2 separate regions of the Rattus norvegicus genome follow, and region 1 is linked to region 2. A link is a contact called in public Hi-C data. All regions are on one chromosome and are shown on one strand. The core of a region is the stretch at or near the end of the contact, and the rest is flanking DNA. Distances in the headings are between cores, read along the strand shown.

Region 1 (4,059 bases), core at 469-2,968, 100 kb before region 2:
AATGGTGATGACTAGCGTTCAGACCCCTGGCTCACAGCAAAAAGAAAATGCTCTCTGTCTTACGCTTAGCACTCTTTAGAGACTCAAGGAGAGTCCGGCTCTTAGGCATACACAGTCAGTCTTCAGCTCTTCTCTCCAAAGGGCTATGGCTTTATTCAACCCATGATTTGAGAAAATACTATTTTTATGACATATGATCCATGTGCCTTATAATATTGCCAGTTAAGGGTATTATTGACTGTTTAAAAGTATATTCACAGGTGGTACAGACATCCCTACAATCAATAGAACAGTTTTATCACCTCCAGAGCAATCCCAGACCTATTAGCAATCACTTCCCAGCACCCTTCTTGTTCTCCGACTTAGACGACTCCTGATTTTTCTTTCTGTATGAATGTGCCAACCTTACGACGTTCACATAAACCACCTCATAGGGTGGGTGGTCCTTTTTTTCCCATCATCTTCTTTCCCATAGAAGAGTCTCTGGAATTTAACCATGTTTTATCGTGTTTCAAAACAGTTTTTAAAAAAGTATTGAATGATGATCTCTTGTATACATATCCTGAATTTTAAAATTTCATTCGTTGATGGTTCTAGGATTGTTGCTACACTTTGGAAATAATGGATAATACTGCTTTGAAATGTACATATGAGTAAATCTGTGATGTTAAATGGCTCACTGGTAGAGTTGTGAGGAGAAGAAAGGGTCCATGGGGACTACAGTGCTTTGTACACAGTGACAACGTAATGGAGACTCCATATCCTGAGGATGGTGACCATGACAGCAGAACTCTCTTCAGCATGTGGGGGTGATGCCTTTTTGGAGTAAACATTTGTTTTTACTTTTGTCTTATTCCAGGATGCCCTTTGATCTTTCCCTAGTTTTTCTCTGCTCTCTTCCATGTAACTTTCTTTCTCCTGACTGCTTCACAAGTCATGCTGTCTTTTCAATGAGTCCCCTCACCCTGCTGAGTGCCTGTAGTCCAAGGGCAGCACCGAAGCCTTTGTTAACTCTTTGGGAACAGACTCAGGCACAAGTGGGACGCATAGGAAGCTGTTGTCACAAAAAGCCATGGGGGTTTTCTGGCCTTCATAAGGTTCTAGTTAGGTAGCAAGACCTAGAGTAGCGCTGTCTACATATAACTGCTACACCGCCATAAAATTCCACAATATTTGTGTATGCCAATGTTCAGACATTTGTGTCCTTCCATCAGAAGATTGGACTGTCCCCCTGTATCTTATGCAAGATCATTATTTTCATGAGCACTTGCCTTAATGTTTATACTAACATAAAGTGCTAGATTTATCACAACTAACTATACGGTTTATAAATCTGAGGAAAGTGGAAAATGACTGTGGAGGTACCTGCATCAATATTTTATTATTATTATTATTATTATTATTATTATTATTGTTATTGTGTGTGGGTATCCATGTGCCATAGTTGTGTGTGTGTGTAGGGCAGAGGACAGCTTTTGGGGTCTGTACCTTCCTTCTACCGTGGGTTCTTGACATTTAACGCGGGCTAATTAGACTTAGAGGCAAGTATTTTTATCTGCTGAGCCATCTCATTACCTCTGCCTTATATTTTATTTGTTTGTTTTGAGACAGGGTCTCCCTTTGTAGCTTTGGCTGCTCTGGAATCTTTTGAGCAGGCCAGGCTGGCCTTGACTGTGGGGAGGGCTGCTTGCCTCCTAAGTACTGGGATTAAAGTCCAGCTTGCATTTTACAAGTCAAATGATTAAAACAGTTTGAGGGCAAAGTTCTTTTTTTTATCGATGGGGAATTGTTGAATGTATTTCTCTGTAAAGTCCTTTTATGTCAAGAGAGACAAATACCTAATTAAATATTACCATTTGACATCAACGCTTGATCAAATGCTTCAGTAAAGGCAGGGCTTTATGTTCAGTGCTGACACCGAAAAGCATCTGCCTTATAAACGCCCTTTCACATTAAGTCACAATGTCAGTGACTTCTCTCTTCAATTCGCATGAAGGAGTCAGAGACAGTTCTTGTCTGTAAGGAGGACCTCAAAGCAGAGGCTGAGCTGACAGCCGCAGAAGAAATTAAACAAGACTCATCAGGCATTTTTGAAAGAGTGTTGCTTGGAGAAGTTTCCTTTGACACCGATAGCTTACTTGCTTTTGAAGTGTGAAAGAGGAAAGTTTCCTGAAACAAGCTTGCAGTCTCCAGCAAAGAATGGCCTACTTTGGAATTCTTGGCTTAAAGTTGACTGGAAGGTTTTGCAAACATCTTTTCCTGCCTTTCTGCAAAGGAAATTGTAGCCCGCAAATTAGTTTTTGAAATTACATTGTCCTCCATACTTTTGAAAGTGGACTCTTTTTCTCTAATTAAATCTTCTCTCAAACAGTTACACACATCCACGAAACGTACCAACCATTCTCCCTACCATCCGCTTAGATCCTTCACCTTCCTGCTACCCCCTGAGCTCCCCCTTGCTCTCCACAAATCTCTTTCTTGCGTTCGTCATACTCACTTTGTCTTGTGACCCACTGAGCCTAACCGGGGCCTTCTGTGTGGCCATGGGGTGGAGCTGATTTCTGGAACCCGGTGGGCTCGGCAGTGGGTACCACAGCACCTCTCCTAGAGTCTGTCAGCAGCGGACAGTCCAAGGTAAAGGACAGGGAAAGCTCTGTGGATGCGCCCCACGCCCCCTCCCTGAATTACTGCAGATAGAGTCAGTGCTGGAAGCCAAGTGCCGAGAATTAGTAATTGCAATAGCTGTGTTGAGTCTAGAGAACGGCGTTTCATAACTCTGTCCCGTCTTCTAGCTCTTACATGCTTCCCGCCTCTTCTGCAGTGCCCCTGAGCCTTAGCGGGGGTAGTATAAATGTCTTCTTTAGTCCTGGGCCCATAACCACTGCTTACTCTGCATCCCGGACAGCCCCGGCTCTCTGCTTCTCCCTGTAAGGAGAGACTTTTCTGATGAAAGCTGAGAACAGCTTTTGCCAGGTGAAGTCTGGAGCTTGGGAAGTCAGTTTACTGCTTTGTCAACTTAGTTAAACATCGGTACTTGCCTGCCTGTGACTGTAGCCCCCCCGAACTTGTGTTGCTATACGGCCTTACAGTCCCAGGGGCGAGTGGGGGGGTCTTCCTCCTCTTCCCCTCTGTGAAGCGGTCTTCAAATCCGACCGGATGGCAGTGGGTCACTCCCGCCACGCTCTCTGGGTTTCAGTGTTTTCAGGCACACGGAGGTAATATGGACAACGTGCTGTGGAACACGTGTTGAAAAAATGGAGTACGGCAACAGAGTTCAAGAGAATGAAAAGGTATCCAGGTGATCAAAGATGTGAAAAGATACTGTGTCCCTTTTTTTTTCCGGAGCTGAGGACCGAACCCAGGGCCTTGTGCTTGCTAGGCAAGCGCTCTACCACTGAGCTAAATCCCCTCGGTTTTTTGACTCTGTGACAAATACTACAGAAAGACAGGAGGAGGAGCGCTTAATTGCTCGTGGTTTCATACACAGTCAGCCAGCTGTGATGTGTGGTTTAATGGTGAGGTGGGAGCATCATGGTGGCAAGGTTATGGTAACAGAGAAGACTGCTTACCTTGTGAGGGCAGAGACAGGAATATAGAGGAAGACAGACTCTTCCAAGGCATGCCTGCACTATCTGTCTCCTCCAGCAAGGCCTCCTCTCCCAGTGTCTATCACCCCCCAGTGATGTCACCAGGGAGCAATTCATTGGTTAGGTCACAGTCTCAACGGTCTAGTTACTTCTCAATGACTGGATCCAGCAGATGAGGACCCAGCCTTCAAAACACGGCTTTCGAGAACACATCATATCCAAACTTACAAAAATATTCTGCATCAGAATTAGAGAAACTGACAGGTGGGTAGGGGACTCCAAGAAGGGACTACAAGGGGAGAGAAGGAAGTCATTTCACTTTAGCCGCGAGAGTCAAACTGGAGAGACTCCGGAGCAAGGAGCCACAGGAGAAGGTAAAAAGAAAAAGAAAAATTTAAACAACTTTTTTTTACGTTTATTTATTTGTGTGGCACAGGGCTTGCAGCATAATGCCTGTGGGGAGATCAGAGGA
Region 2 (3,932 bases), core at 497-2,996:
AGAACTGGGAAAACTTCCTTACACTTGGTATAGCTCAGCGTCTGCTCCCTGTGGTAGATGGTTTGTCCCTGAGGAAGGGGCTGTGCCACATTCATCTAACCTGGTAACACCTAGCCTAGACAACTGCTCTAACCAGATGCCTAGTCAATGTTGGCTGGACCGAATGGGACTGTGGGCCAGTGTTAGAAGTCTCTAAAGGCTAAGCTTGAGACCCGGAATTCTGATATAGACACACGTACATCCTCGCAAATCTGTCCCATCAAAGGATAAGTTCTTTGAGGGACCATCTTGCATCCTTTTCGGTGAGGTGGCTCAGACTAGCCTTCTGTTACAGAACCCATAGGCTCTTTCCCAATCTTGCCACTCTCCAAAAAGCAGAGTAAAAAAAGCAGACAAGCACGGTTGTTTTCCTCTTTCCGGATGGACTAGACACCCCTCTCTCAGGAAGACCCCTGGAGAGTCATTCTTCCCAGGTGGATCCCCCCTGCAACAATCAGAGATGCTCAGTGTGTCGTCTTTGAGCAAGGAGTACCTTCCCAGAAACATTTATTTTCTTAATTCACGCTGAGCCTTTTGCTTTAAAGACGCTGTTCTCAAACGTTCTAAAACTCAGTAGGAACAAGCAGATCCGAACAAAGGCAAATAAATCGAATCCTGCAAAGTAACAAAGCAGACGCCTTTACCCAACAGCCAGCACAAAGCTAAATGAAAAATATCAGTCATCCACTAGATACAGTATTTCCCCCACTAGACAGGAGCTGGGGCCTGTAGATTCCCCCCTCCCCCAAACAGGAGGCCGAGAAGGTACAAAACAAAGTATTCATTCCTAAACGAGTCATCACTTCGAGCTGCACCTTCTACCTCTCCGCACTCGCGGTTTGAAAGACCTCGGCCGTTACTTCTCTGTACCTGCCTCCAAACACACGTGGAGGTGGTGGCGAGAGGGAGGGGGCCCACCGCCACGTATGCATAAGGCGAGGGAGGAGGGGATTGGGGCTGAGGGCAGTTCCCTGAGGACAGTTAGTGCTGCCTAAAGTGCAAGGCTCCCCCATTCCTCTGTACCCCGAAACTGGAGGAAACAGTGTGGGGGCCTGGGGACGCCTGTCCACGGTCCAGGCAGAGCCCTGGAACCCTGAGCTTTGATGCTGCAGCAGCGATCGCCTGTGGGCACCTGGGTTCCTGGGGGGCGGGGCCTCCCCCAGGTGTGCGGAGAGCGAAGGCCACCAGAGCCAGCCCAGAGGACCCCAGGAGCCTCCTCCCGGGGACACGGTACAAAAGAGCGGCTCGTCGGTGCCCCCAGCAGCAGGCACCGGGCCCCACGGGCCTGGCTCCGGGAAGGGGCGCCCGCGCGGCGGCACCGAGGGGGTTAACCCGGCGGCCCGCGGCCGCAGCGCGCTTAACCCTCGGTCAGCCGCGCCAGCCCGGGGGTGGCGGCGTCCGAGTCGCGCGCCGTGGAGCCCGGGGGGCGCGTGGGCCGCAGGCCGGCAGCTGGGGCGCGGCGCGGCCGGTGGGAGGCCCGGGCGCGCGGGGGAGGGCGGGGGACGGCGGCGGCGGGCGCGCAGCGTCGCCAGGGCGAAGCCGGCGTGCAGCGCGGCGCGGCGGGCGCGGAGCGGGCGGGCGGGCGGGCGAGCGCCTCCGTCCCCGGATGTGAGCTCCGGCTGCCCGCGGTCCCGAGCCAGCGGCGGCGCGGGCGGCGACGGCGGCGGCGGGGCACCGGGCACCGGGGCGGGCGGGCGGACGGGCGGCATGGGGGGCGCGTCGAGCGGCCCCGGCGGCCGGGCGGGCACCACCGCGGTGTCCCTCCGCTAGAGGAGGGGACCAAGCCAATTCTCCTTTGCAGCAAAAAAAGAGAAAAAAGAAAAAAAAGAAAAATTTACATGTATATATTACTAAGATAATATATACATCTGATTTTATTTTTTACAAAAAGTTTATTTTGCTCCATTTTTCAAAAAAAGAAGGAGCGTGGGTGGCAGGCGGTTTTTATAAATTATTCTTATTTTTGATTATTTGTCTCTGTCCTTCCCCACCCCCTGCTGAAGCGAAAATAAGGGCAGGGACCGCGGCTCCTACCTATCAGTAACCTCCCATACCCGTTCCTCCCCCTCCCTAACGCTGAGCATAGTGCCCTGCACACAGTAGGCGCTCAATAAATGTTCGTGGATGATGATGATGATGATGATGAAAAAAATGCAGCATCAACGGCAGCAGCAAGAGGACCACGCGAACGGTGAGCAGCCAGAGCCCGGGTACCCGCTGCCAAACCTCATCCTATCAGGATCCTACTCTTCCCACTCCCCAACCCCCATCTCCGATGCGTTGGGTGGGTTGAGGGGGTTGGAGATGATGCTTTTGGCTTGGTGTCATCTACATAGAAAGGGGTGATGCGCGGCAGCTACTTCGTTCTCCTCTTCAGGCCCTGAATGTCAGAGTTAATTCTGCATTTGCTGGGGTGGGGGCGGCCATTGGGTGTGTGGAGTACTGTGCAGCCAAGGGGCGAGAGTGAGGTGATTCGGGTTCAAGTGCCCTCGGGCTCAACTTTTCTCTTTCATTGCCCCTGAGCGATGGAAGAGGTGTTAGTCTTCAGCCTGAACCCCTTTTCCAGCCTCCCCCCCCCCACCCCCACGCCTCTGGTTGACTAAGAGGAAGGTCTTTAGTAGCATCAGGAAAATTCTAGGATTGCTCCGCTTTTACTCGTTGGGTCACTTGGTAAAGTGCACATCCATCATCTCATGGGAGAAGCCCCCCGGTCTTGGGATCTGGGGGAACAGGGTCAGGTGGAGCGAGTATTCCCGCTCGCTCCCTGTGCCTCCTGTGCACACGTCGTCGGTAACCTAGCAATGCCCAGAGAGTTGCTGCCGCTGTGGGGCTCTGCAACTCAGCCCTGGCCATGGCACCACGTGCAGTTTCCACACCAGCGGGGCTGGGTCTGAGAAGGTTGGGTTGCTTTTGGCTAGGTTCCCTCCGTGGAGGTCGTTGGCATCTCCCAACCCTGTTTTCTTGAAGCCTTTTCCGGTGAGCACTTCTCAAAGGGAAAGCTTGGCAAAATTAGTTCCTGATCTCAGATTGAGTGCCACCTGCCTGCTTTGCTGCTGTCCCAGGCTCATAGGACAGTGGGGCAGGAGACCTGTGCTTGCTTTGACTCTTTGCTTAGTGATAATTAGCTTTGCAAACGCCTGGATCTCCAACCTCTCTCCACCCTTCTCACTTTGACATCTGCTTCAGCAGAGGTGATGATGGTGGCCCAACGTGGGCACCTGTGAGACCGTCTGAGGGATGGCCAGACCCATAGTGAGGCGGGCTCCGCACATGAAGAGACCCGACCCCCCCCCCCCGCGCCCCACCTTTGAGTATTTTGCCTTGTGTGTACCTGGATGCTACTCTACGCCGAGATAATTCTTGAATAGGCCTTGAGGTTCCCTGGCATAACGCACCCTGTCTCTTAGGTGTAGGGGTGCAGGCTGGCTTGGCTGCTACTGCTGCAATTAAAAAAAAAAAAAAAGCCCTAAAGATGTTTTTCTGTTTTCGGAAGCTTGTGGAGGAAATGAGTCCCAAGCACCATGAATTTTCATTTGTAGGAAGTGTTAGTGCATAATCTAGATATTTGTTATGGGGCTTTTGCTATTGCCTGGTGCCAGTGAGGAGTTTGTTTTTTTTTTCTTCTACGTAGAAAAAATGCATTTATGGCTGTGGAGAGCTGTTGGAAGGACACCCTAAAAATGGTTAAGACTGTTGAATTTATTGGCTCTCTGTGTGTGTGTGTGTGTGTGTGTGTGTGTTGGTAATAAATTTTAGAGAAAGGCAGCTGTATAGATGTATCTGTTAAGCCATGAGAGATACGTGTGTTTTCAAAGTCAGGAAAAGACACAGGATAAATTCGAGAATAGCCCCAGTTTGTCAGAAGAGAGGCACTCATGGCTTCCCTTTGAAGA

The links. A called contact is a pair of places that touch in the nucleus more often than the background predicts.
Region 1: a Hi-C map of liver shows a contact between it and region 2, with 2.5 times the contacts expected there. The contact joins the enhancer-like site here to the promoter of Cacna1d in region 2. A contact is called at or near these places in 5 of 12 Hi-C or Micro-C datasets (Schwann cells, frontal cortex, kidney and 1 more).

What each region holds. Positions count from the first base shown.
Region 1 is chr16:5,628,515-5,632,573 of GRCr8, reverse strand. No RefSeq gene overlaps it. Among named protein-coding and RNA genes, the nearest start is that of Dcp1a, 33 kb to the left of the region's middle. Within about 2 kb of position 1,718, at least 1 of the 93 cell types and tissues checked has an H3K27ac peak or open chromatin away from gene starts, as enhancers often do. A contact at or near this core is called in liver, where this site is marked.
Region 2 is chr16:5,525,363-5,529,294 of GRCr8, reverse strand. Cacna1d (calcium voltage-gated channel subunit alpha1 D) reads left to right here and starts at 1,746. Exons shown (of 48, transcript NM_001389225.2): 1 at 1,746-2,230. The coding sequence starts at 2,164.